Linked DNA regions of Hordeum vulgare: regions 2, 3 and 4 are each linked to region 1. Evidence: chromatin contacts called from public HiChIP or PLAC-seq data. All regions are on one chromosome and are shown on one strand. The core of a region is the stretch at or near the end of the contact, and the rest is flanking DNA. Distances in the headings are between cores, read along the strand shown.

Region 1 (2,700 bases), core at 96-2,595:
TTTTTTGTTTTGTTTTCACCATTTCTCAATCTTTTTGCATTCGTTTCTTCAGTTTTATTTTTCATTTTCTTTTGTTTCTTTTTTGTATTCATCTTTTGGTTTTCTTTGTTTCTTTTGGATTTCATTCTACATTTTTTGCATATGTCAAAAACATTTTTCTAATACATATCTAACAATTTTCAATTAGAATTTATTACATTGTCTATATTTCAATACATATCTTTAACATTTTTTAAATGCTTGCTTAATTTTTTTTAGTACATGTTGAACATTTTCCTATATACACTTTTAAACTTTTCAAATGCTTGATTATTTTTTTCAGAAAAAAGATTAAAATTTCCTAATACACCATCAATATTTTTTTTCACATTTAATATTTTTGTCAAATGCTTGACTAATATTTTCTAAATGCAATATCAGATGGTCAATATTTTTTCTATACACATCTAACTTTTTTCAAATGCTTTATTAACATTTCCTAAATACTTGTTCAACATTTTTTCAAATGCTTGATTAATAGTTTTCAAATACTTGTTCAACATTTTTTGAAATGGTAGATTAACATTTTTGAAATACTTGTTCAATATTTTTACAAGTGCTTGATTAACATTTTTTATATAAATGATCAAACTTTTTATCATTTTTTAATACATGGTCAACGATTTTTCTGTACACATTTAACATTGTTCAAATGCTTGATCAACATTTTCAAATACTTGTTCAATTTTTTTTATCAAATCCTTGATTAACATTTTTATATAGTTGATCGAAAAAATTCTTAATTTTTTAATATATGGTCAACATCGTCTGAGTACAAATTTAACATTTTTGAAACTATTGATGAACATTTATTAAATACTGGTCCAATATTTTTTCAAATGCTTGATTAACATTTTTATATACAGTGTAAAGTAATTCATTATTTTTTTATACATGGTAAACATTTTTCTATACACTTTTAACTTTTTCAAATGCTTGATCAACATTTTTTAAAACTTGTTAAAAAATTCAAATGCTTGATTTTTTTTTAAAACATGATTAAATATTTATACACATTGTTTATACAGTTGAGAGAGAGAGAGAGAGAGAGTTTTAAAGTATAAAGCAATGTGAAAAAACAAAGAAAACAATAAACAGAAAATGTAAAAGGAAAAACAGAGAAATGAGGCGTCGGCCTCCCGCGCTTCTGGGCCAGTGCCTCTCGGTCTCCCCTTCAGCGAGGGTTCCTTCCTCTCGCTGTAGGCGAGATATAGAGACGCCCCATTGAAGGCGAGATATAGGGGCGTTCAATTGGGAAGGGCGGTTACCGACATTATTGGGCTGTGGCTTGGGATTGCGTTCTCTTCACGCAGAACAAGAACGAGAATAAGCCCTAAAAAAAAAGGGAAGAGAATCGTGGTGGTGAAGGAGTCTCGCCATCGCCATCGCCATCGCCATTGCCATCCCCATCGCCATCGCGATTTCATCGTCCCGTCGCCGCAAATGCCGCCGCCGTGCCCGACCCTCTGCCGCCTCCCCGCGACTAACCTCGGTCTCCCTTGGTGCCCCCGGTCCATACCTCTCCCTCGCCTCGCTCTCGCCGCGCGCCGCGCCAGGGCCGTCGCTGCCAGGGCCTCGTCATCCTCTTCCTCGCCGGACTCCTCCTTCGGCTCGCGGATGGAGGACTCTGTCAAGAAGACGCTCGCCGACAACCCCGTCGTCATCTACTCCAAGTCGTGGTGCTCGTAAGAACCTCACCTGAAGTCCAACACAACCAATTCGTTGCACGATTTGTTTTCTGCGACTAATTCATTCGAGCCACTCGTGTGTTCCCTTCGTCATATGCGCTCTGGTGCTTACACTACACCGTAGGTATTCAATGGAGGTCAAGGGTCTCTTCAAGCGGATTGGCGTGGATCCACATGTCATCGAGCTCGACCATCTCGGTTCGTCCCTCTTCTTCTTCTACTCGTATCTATAGGAGAATTGATTTTGATCATGCTCCACGAACCATCTTCTCTTTTCTTCGCCCGCGGAGGAGTGATCTCCATCTTCTCTTTTGATCATGCTCCGAGAACCATCGGGGAGATTGGGCTTTCCATAACAGCGGCACCACACATCATCTCAATATGCACATCCCCGCCACATCTAACTGCTGCACATGTTGTCTTTTAGTCGGCCAACACTCAGCGCCATACAACATTGCGGGTCGAACCGCCTTTCTATAGAACTTGCCTTTTAGCTTTTGTGGTACTTTCTTGTCACAGAGAATAGAAGCTTGGCGCCATTTTATCCATCCGGCTTTGATTCAATGGTTCACATCTTCGTCGATATTCCCTTGCTTCTGCAGCAATAAAATATTATCAGAAATTAGGCGCCCGGACACAAATGCGCTCTCGGGATATAACGTTCAAAAGGCTTATTGGCTTGAGGTCTTTTATCTTCACTGGCAAAAGGGCCCGTGCGTTGCAACGGGAGAAAAAGATCATACGCTCTTAATTTATAAAAAAATGGTCTATAATCTGAGACTTCGTAGTTACGGCACAAATAGATATGGTCTTACCCTACAAAAGTTCAGTTCAAGATTCCACAGGTCTTCTATTTTAACACGGCTTGCATGTAGATTTAATACATACTCCCTCCGTCCCAAAATAAGTGTCTCAACTTTGTACTAGCTCTAGTATAAAATTGTACTAAGCTTGAGACAGTTATTTTGGGACG
Region 2 (2,809 bases), core at 51-2,550, 320 kb after region 1:
CCATGAAAGAAGCATTGGTGAGAAAAATAGTTTGTTGTCGAAATCCAAGAAGAAAAGCATTCACATCTAGTAATACCTTGATAAATATATTTGCAGCACCACTTTTACGTGAGCTGGGGTCACGGTTAGAATACATTATCCTGATAGGCTTCCCATTAACAGGAGTGAAGTTTAGCATTTCCAATGCCCTTGCAGCTGCAAGCAATTAAAATTATAAGGAACAAAGAGACAGCACGTATAAAATAGTAGAAGTTCAGTGCATAAAAAATCAAAATCAGTTTTTAAGAAGTATGCTTCAGCTGATAAAGCAATTAGAGCATCATATATCTCTAATCATGTTTAGGGCTTGCTAAACCATGTTATGCCAAATCAGAGAACCATAAAACTATGTATGTTTCTGCAAAAATGTCTGTACAAAACAGCACTGCAAGTCTGCCCAAGTAACTCACAATGAATTGCAAGTACTGTTCGGTGCAGAAGAAAAATATAAATGTATATTACAGAGAAAGTACGGATTCTGCATGTTTACTGCCAACAAAATAGATTTGAATAGTTTGATCTTACTAGGGCTACTAGCTAACTGCGTAGCACTAGCACCTAAATCAAAAATAACTGACTCGTCCTCATTTAGTGACTACTGAATCTACATTCTGGAAAAACAATAAGGGGAGGCTCGACTATCACTGTATATCCCCGATGCATAAAGGGGCGAAACATGGAGCCATAAACATAATAAGCATATAAACACTATTTCTACTAATCCAACTAAATCAACTTCAAAGACATTGCAAGCAGGCCAACCACGCGATTTGACCAACAGATAATAGGCAGGAACATACTCACCATCGGCAGGGCTGCTGAAGTTGACGTACGCGTAGCCTAGGGACATCCTGGTGTTGACGTCCCGGCACACGCGCACAGACACCACCGAGCCGACCTGGCTGAAGACGTCAAAGAGCTGCGCGTCTTGCACGCTCACGTCCAGATCCCCCACGTACAGGGACGTCGCTGGAAAAGCCGTAGTGGTTGCAGTTGCAGCTGCTGCCGCAGCAACAGCCGCCGGAGACGCGACGCCCTCCATCGCGCCAGCCGCTGGCGCTGCCAACGCCTGAACCTGCGCCGCCATCATCAACCGGGTAGGAAAGGTAATAGATAAGCGGATCCGACCGAAGGATAGGTTCCTGATGATTTTTTTCGAGATTTTTGGGGTAATTTTGCGGATTTTTTTGGGTTTTCTAGGGTTTGGTAGGAATGGGAGGAGAGGATTTCGCTCCCAACTACGGCGCTCAAGGGGCCAGGCGGCGGCGGGAGGGGGAGGGCAATAAGAAGGGTGGGGAGGGGAGCGTGGGGATCCCAGATGCCGTGACGACGGTTGGATTCGTGAGGTGGCGCTCGAGTAGGGATTGACGGGCCGGATGGACGAGGCCAGAGTCAAAGAGCGCGTTTGGTAGCTCCTTCTCAACTCATTTTTGTTTGTTTGATATCTCTATATCTCTACTAGTAAAATGCTCGTATGTTGCTACAGGTTATTATGCATATAAATGAATCAAATCAGTGATTGAGGTCATCTTCAATGTCGAAACTCATTTTTCACTCATGCGTTTGTGTGAGTTCATAGATCAAAGGGCGCCCAACGGGCTTCCCAAAATTCAACCGTCTAGATAGTCCATGTTTCCACAAATCAACCATATATGAGGAAGAGAAAAATGTGTTTATCTCGACTATCCGTCATGTTAACTCTGGCACATGGTCTCTACACAAAAATCCTACCCCATAATGCACCCTTTCCTTTTTTCTGCAGGACCCTTCCCTTCCCACCATAGCGAAACATTCGCGATAGAGCCTGTGCTCCTGTAGGACCATCCCCTTTCCATCATAGCAAGACATTTCTCGCTGGAGGCAGCATTGTATACAAAATGGTATGTTAATATGTAGATCATTAAAATATCAAGAACAAATTCACTTTGTTTGTTTGGATGTATAGAAAATAATATAGAAGGAACAACGATTTCACTCTTTTTGTTTGATCTTTACATGTATGATGTGTTAATCAACACATTTATTATTCTTTCAAAATGTGAATGCCCGTGCAATACCACAACCCTCTAGCTTTCTTTGACATTGTGTATATAAACATAAGGCACACCAAATTTCATGCTTATTTAAAAGATAGTCATTACCACTATTTTTGTGCCAAAAATATTAGTATCATATTTTCTTAAGGAGCCCTACTCTAGCTAGAGAATAAGAGGATTGGGTTTTGGCAGGATGCAAGGTGCCAACTCATCAAGCACGAGAGTTGTAAGATAAATCCACTTCACTTGAAGTATATTTTGACAAAAATAATACTCTCTCCGTCTCAAAATCCTTGTCACCCGCCCAGTTCATTGGCAAATTTTCAGAAAAAAAACATCGCAATTTGAAAAGTTTGTCAAACAGACCCCTCGACCCCATTTCTTTGTGCTCGTGTGTTGCCACGGAACAACAAAATTAATGTTCCTATCATTGTTGTTGGTTGTCAAATCCGATCCAATCTACCAGATTGTCTTGACGCTACACTTAACACCTTATCTTTTGTTGTCGTTGGTCAATGAAAGGGTCAAGAATCATCCTTTCATCGTCCCAGCTGAATGCTTGTGCGTTGTCACGGGATCAAAAAATATTTTAATTCATAAATCTATTAAACTTGTACAAACATTGTTTCAGTCATACAACGACAAGTATCCATTTCATTCCTGCCTGCTTCTTTCATAATTGCATCAAATATATCCTTATCTAATACTCCCATATGACAAGGAATGAAAAACAA
Region 3 (2,709 bases), core at 59-2,558, 510 kb before region 1:
GGGTGACGAATAGTCAATCTCTATGTATAACACACTCTACCGCTGAGGCCATCAGTAGAGGATATATACATCATTTGTCCATCCATCCAGGTTGAAATGAACTTTAACTGAACTCAATGTTGGTTTAAGTAATTGCTCCCTCTCCAGAAGAGAAGAGAAGAGAAGAAAAGATATACGACTAGTATACATACATGCATGCAATCTCCCAACTCCAAGGAAAGATGGAAGAGCGGTTGATGACTCCCTTTTGCTAGTAGAAAAGGTAGGTTGATGATTGCCTTTTGCTAGTAGAAAAGGGTAGGAGAAGGAAGGGGTGATTGTGAGGTCAAGCAAGGAATCCGAGCTTCTCTCCGTTCTTCTTGGCGAGGCGGATCAAGCCCTGCCTCTGCTTGGGGTCAGCGCCGATGGTCTTGCAGAACTCGGTGATCACCTGTTTATTTGGTTTCCGTATGTCAATAAATTTATTAAGCTGTTTGGCACTCCCTTCGTCTCAAAATAAGCGTTTTAAGTATGTCAATAAATTGATTAAGCTGCTTGATACTTCCTTTGTTTCAAAATAAATATCGGTGTCGATGATCTAAGATTGGTTGTAATAAAAAGTATCATATATTATTATCATGCATATGATATTAATATATGATAATACATCTGTAATACAAAGTATCATAGGATAGTTCATTTATTGTCATGCATGACATATAATATATAGAACAACATTTAATTATATGTCACCTTATTAAAATTGTCTAATTACCTTGCATAATACCACCTATGATACTTTCGTTACAACCAGCTTAATACAAAATTTATACAAATTTTAATGATAAATTTAACATTTATTTTGAGACGGAGGAAGCATATGTTACTCCAAGCGGAAGGGAGGAGCTAGGTACCTGGGAGTGCAGCGCGATGGCCTTGCCCCTGAGCTGGTTGAAGCGCTTGCGTCCAACGATGTTGCGCACCACCACCACCAAGGGCGCGAAGATGCCCTTGCCCTCGTTTACATTGCCCATCCTGGCGGGCGTCCGAAGGGGCCGCGCCGACCGCGGCCGCGCCGACACCGACATGGCCAGCGCCGAGCAGTGGTCGTCACCGGACACAGAGCTAGACCACGTCGGAAGAGCTCGCAGCCCGTAGGACACCGACGCAGTCATCTCTGCTCTCCTTCCTCTTCTCCGCTGTGCTGTCCCGTGCAGTGTGGGGGAATGGAGAATATGGTGAAGACGTAGCCAAGACGATGACGGATGACGGACCGCTGGTGGCCAGCCAAAGCCCCCTCTCTCTTCCGATTCCAGTTGTGAGGGGATGAGGAGTTTCTGGGCAGCAACGGAGGGCCTATGCCGTGCCACCACGTCATCTTTCCTTGGCCTTTTTCCATTTCTCTGCCACGTCATCCTTAAGACGGATTGAGCCAAAAGTCTAGTGAAGCACAATGCCACTTTCAAGTAAAACTAACTATGGAGTAGTAAACTATAATTGACATGGAAAGAGAAAGCAAAAAGCATGAACATCTCTACCAAACCTCGTATAATCATTAAAACTGTAAAGTTTCAGCGATTATATGGGTTTGAGCCGTTTTACCTCATCGAACAGGCACCACAAACGAAGTCCAACCCGTAATTTTTTTACGGTGGTCCGAAAACGAGATCGTGCGACCACTATATGTGCGAGTTCGGCTGTTGGATACGGTCCGAACCCTATCCCTCCGTCGTTGTGAAAACTCTCCACCCCTCACCGTCGGCGCCTCCAATCCGCCGCCTCGCCCCTCCAATCCATCGCCCGAGATGGCCAACTCCGGTCGCCGTGGCAATGACAACCACGAGAGGGTGCGTTACGTCAGATCCAACGCGGCGGTACACGCGTTGGGGCCGATCGCCGCCGTCGTCGCTCCTCCGCCGCGAGACAGAGGAGTACGACCACGCGTGCGACCACCTCTTCTCCGGCAGCAGTAGCTCCTCCGAGGCATTGAGTTCGCGCTCCTCCCTCACCTCAATGAAGAGGGAGCTAGAGGAGCTCCCCTCGATGAAGATGAAGCCGAAGGATGAGGCGCGGCCGGAGCGACGTGTCGGGGGCGTCGTCGGGCCGGAGGACTTCCTCCCCCCGACGAAGGCGAAAACCCTTCTGCCCTTGCTGCTGGCGCGCAGGGCGAAAGAAGACAGGCAGCGCCGTCGGAAGGACAAAGAGATCGACACCGTGTTCTACGAGCAGCATGTCACATCAGACCTCGCCTTCGGCAACAAGGTGGAGTGGCGCCGCGAAGCCACTGAACAGGAACACATCTATGTCGACCTCTACTCCGATGACGACAACGACTGAGCGCTGCCGCATGACAACTACCGCACAAGCTCCGATGAGCTCTATTTAGTGTGACATGATAGTTAGCTTAGCTCGACCTCGGCATCACCGCCACGAGAACCCCAACCCCCTTCTAGTAGTAGTAGTAGAATGTATACGTATGATCATGTAGTATGTGATGAACTATAAATGATCAATGCGGTTGCAATTTCTTCCGCAAAAGTTTTTTTAAAATTATACAATTTTATATGTTGGATCTATTCTGCAACGCACGATTTGACCTGACAAAACCCCGCTTCATCGAACTATAGATGCCTTATGGGGTCGGAAAAATACGGGGTCTAGAGATGCTCTAAGCACCGGTAGTGAAGCAAGTGAACTGCAATTATTGTTAGGTATCCCACAATATAAAAC
Region 4 (2,700 bases), core at 29-2,528, 490 kb before region 1:
TTATGTGGCTAAAGCCTAACCATATCTTAACAAAAATGCAGTACTACATTGATTTATACTTTTGTTGTTCCATTTCATTTTATGTGATTCCGTAGCGTAGCACGGGCATCTTACTAGTTTCAGCTAAAACTAACGCAAAGCATGAACAGCTCTAGCCTGGTCATCAGAAGAGGGGAAGAAACGAACATCTCTAGCCTTGAAAGTAGTTGTGGTGAGATAATGCAAGAAGCCGCATACCTGAAGACCCAATATTGAGGCCGTTGGTAAGAGGAGCAGCTGGAACATCAATTTCAGGTTCAGGCTTGGGCTCTTGTAAGAAGAGAGCATCTTGGGAATTTTCATTGACACCCATGGGTCTGTTGATGAGGGAGGTTTCATTATCAGTGTCATACCGAGCAGCGGAAGGGTGTTGGTCATCTGGATCTGGTGTGGCCGACGTTGAGTTGTGAGGTTCGGACTCTTGGCCCGTCATCTGATGTGAAACAGCAATTGGGAAGGCTGAGCATCAAGTGGTAATTATCACTAGTAGTAAAGAAACAGAAAGTAGAGTAGTAGCATTTGTACATGACGGGCAGCGGCAGGCATTGGTTGATTGTTTTGGGCATCCAGGATGGTGTCAGCAAGGATGCGGTAGCTCTCGTCCTCGATGGGCGCCCAGTTTTTGTCAAAGAGGTGGTAGAGGTGCCTGAGGACCGGCTCAACCTGCTTCTTGGAGAAGCCGAGACGCCCCATGGCCACATAGGCCTTTTGAGTCTTGTCCTTGTGGGAAACCATGGCCTTCCTATGATGAAATGTCCCACTGCTACTTGACTTGTGCTGCAGAGAAGGTTTCTATTTGCACTATCAATCAAACCCTCCTCCTAAGACAAAGACGAAAAATAAATAGACAAATTCGTTTATGAAACCCTAGGAGAAATGAGGAATGCGCGAATTTGCATCGAATAACGGCTGGATAAGAAGAAACCCCAATCTTGAAAGGGCGTCAGGTTGTACCAAGAAACATCCATCAGTAGAGGGAGATGGAGGGAGAGGGAGAGGGAGAGAAGGGGGAATGCACCCACCTAGGGCACAAGAAGAAAAGAAATCGAAACTTTGGAGCCTGCTAGAAGAAAGGATCGATGGTCACAGACCTGCACGTCGCAAGGCAAAGTGGGCGAGTCAGGGGTTCTGGGGCGGGGCGGGTGCGAGTTGGAGGCTGGCTGGGGTTTCGAGGCGCAGGAGTCCGGAGGAAGACGACGAGGCCAAGGGAGACTGCCTGCTGCTGCTGCTGACTGACTGACTGACACTAATACCGTCGCCTTTTGGGCCTGCCCTTCTCACGGGCCTCTTTAGTGATGATAATAATAAGCCCATAAAAGGCCTCGCAAGTCCAGTCCAGTCCAGTCCAATAAAAAGGAGTCGTCCTCTTGCTGGAATAGAAACCCTAATCGAATCAATCCCTTCCATCCAGTCCAGATCAAAACAAGGGAGAGGGCATGGCGTCGTCCTCTGCTGTGAGCAAGCGCGGCGACGCGGGCGGCGTCCTGGCTGCGATCTCGCGGTCTTCGGTGGCGGCGCACGGCCGCGAGGCCGCGGCGGTGGCGGGGAAGCTGCTGCGGAGTACGGGGAAGGCGGCGTGGATCGCGGGGACCACCTTCCTGGTGCTCGTCGTGCCGCTCATCATCGAGATGGACCGCGAGCAGCAGATGGTCGACCTCGACCTCCAGCAGCAGGCTCTTCTGGGCTCGCCGCCGACCCTCGCCAAATAAATCTCTCCTCTTGTTCGCTTCCGTCCTTCACATTTCATTTTGCCTGGTATCATAAGTTGTCGACAATTTTATCACTAGTGTGTCTGTGTCTGTTATCGGAGAGAAAGATCATGCCTTGTTGTTGTGACTGTGACTGCTCCTTCTCCTGCTCGGTACAATTATCGCAATATCACCAGCTTGTCTTGAACTCGGTCCTGTGTTTGTTTATGATTGCCTATTTAGATACGTACACTACATACATACATATCATTCCTTGGGGACGATTCTGACTTCTGATTGTAACAATGGCCCATAACCAGAACTCGGTCCTGTGTTTGTTTATGATTGCCTATTTAGTATCTTTCTTTACTCATACGATCCACCATGAATGGATCAGATTCCACTATCAAAAGGATAACAGAAGAGAACATAAAAACAGCGTCTTGGCGCAAAGCAAAGCAGGTAAACTAAAGTAAGGTTATCCCAGCCGCAACTCTCCTGCTGCATGCAACCCTAACAGGGTAGAGGGGGGAGCCAAGGCGAAGCAAAACAGATCTCAAAAGAGCTTGGGAAGGTATCCATCAGCACACACTGGTGCAAAATCATTGTTTGAACCATCATCTCCCATGATCATCAGGGAAGCATTTCCTCGCTCCCTCCTGCCATCCTCAACAGCCTGTGCACACAAACATCAGTATGAACTATAATTTCAGCTAAAACTAACGCAGAGCATGAACAGCTCTAGCCTGGTCATCAGAAGAGGGGAAGAAACGAACATCTATAGCCTTGAAAGTAGTGGTGGTGAGATAATGCAAGAAGACGTATACCTGAAGACCCAGTATTTGAGGTCGTTGGTAACAGGAACAGCTGATGTTTTTGAGCTTCCAAATAGCCCAACAGGGCCAATATTTTGAGGTCGTTGGTAACAGGAGCAGCTGATGTTTTCGAGCTTCCAAATAGCCCAACATAGGGC

The links. HiChIP or PLAC-seq counts read pairs in DNA pulled down with a chosen protein or histone mark.
Region 2: a contact with region 1 is called in an H3K4me3 HiChIP or PLAC-seq map of embryo, with 3 times the contacts expected there. The contact joins the promoter of LOC123411286 here to the promoter of LOC123410073 in region 1. A contact is called at or near these places in 4 of 6 Hi-C or Micro-C datasets (leaf and seedling) and 1 of 1 datasets of contacts at active chromatin or transcription factors (embryo).
Region 3: an H3K4me3 HiChIP or PLAC-seq map of embryo shows a contact between it and region 1, with 9 times the contacts expected there. The contact joins the promoter of LOC123409139 here to the promoter of LOC123410073 in region 1. A contact is called at or near these places in 4 of 6 Hi-C or Micro-C datasets (leaf and seedling) and 1 of 1 datasets of contacts at active chromatin or transcription factors (embryo).
Region 4: an H3K4me3 HiChIP or PLAC-seq map of embryo shows a contact between it and region 1, with 3 times the contacts expected there. The contact joins the promoter of LOC123409138 here to the promoter of LOC123410073 in region 1. A contact is called at or near these places in 4 of 6 Hi-C or Micro-C datasets (leaf and seedling) and 1 of 1 datasets of contacts at active chromatin or transcription factors (embryo).

The regions. Positions count from the first base shown.
Region 1 is chr7H:302,865,305-302,868,004 of MorexV3_pseudomolecules_assembly, reverse strand. It overlaps LOC123410073 (monothiol glutaredoxin-S10-like), which reads left to right and starts at 1,345. Exons shown (of 5, transcript XM_045102961.1): 1 at 1,345-1,724; 2 at 1,852-1,925. The coding sequence starts at 1,483.
Region 2 is chr7H:302,545,564-302,548,372 of MorexV3_pseudomolecules_assembly, reverse strand. It overlaps LOC123411286 (polyadenylate-binding protein 2-like), which reads right to left and starts at 1,300. Exons shown (of 9, transcript XM_045104218.1): 1 at 844-1,300; 2 at 77-195. The coding sequence starts at 1,129.
Region 3 is chr7H:303,371,385-303,374,093 of MorexV3_pseudomolecules_assembly, reverse strand. It overlaps LOC123409139 (protein PROTON GRADIENT REGULATION 5, chloroplastic), which reads right to left and starts at 1,308. Exons shown (of 2, transcript XM_045102119.1): 1 at 894-1,308; 2 at 1-430. The coding sequence starts at 1,154. The coding sequence ends at 326. LOC123409138 (histone-lysine N-methyltransferase SUVR4-like) reads right to left here. Exons shown (of 9, transcript XM_045102115.1): 9 at 2,662-2,709.
Region 4 is chr7H:303,351,080-303,353,779 of MorexV3_pseudomolecules_assembly, reverse strand. LOC123409138 (histone-lysine N-methyltransferase SUVR4-like) reads right to left here and starts at 1,278. Exons shown (of 9, transcript XM_045102115.1): 1 at 1,131-1,278; 2 at 565-831; 3 at 238-472. The coding sequence starts at 774. LOC123409140 (mitochondrial import receptor subunit TOM9-2-like) reads left to right here and starts at 1,422. Exons shown (of 1, transcript XM_045102120.1): 1 at 1,422-1,935. The coding sequence starts at 1,476. The coding sequence ends at 1,748. It overlaps LOC123409141 (a long non-coding RNA gene), which reads left to right. Exons shown (of 3, transcript XR_006612831.1): 3 at 1-228.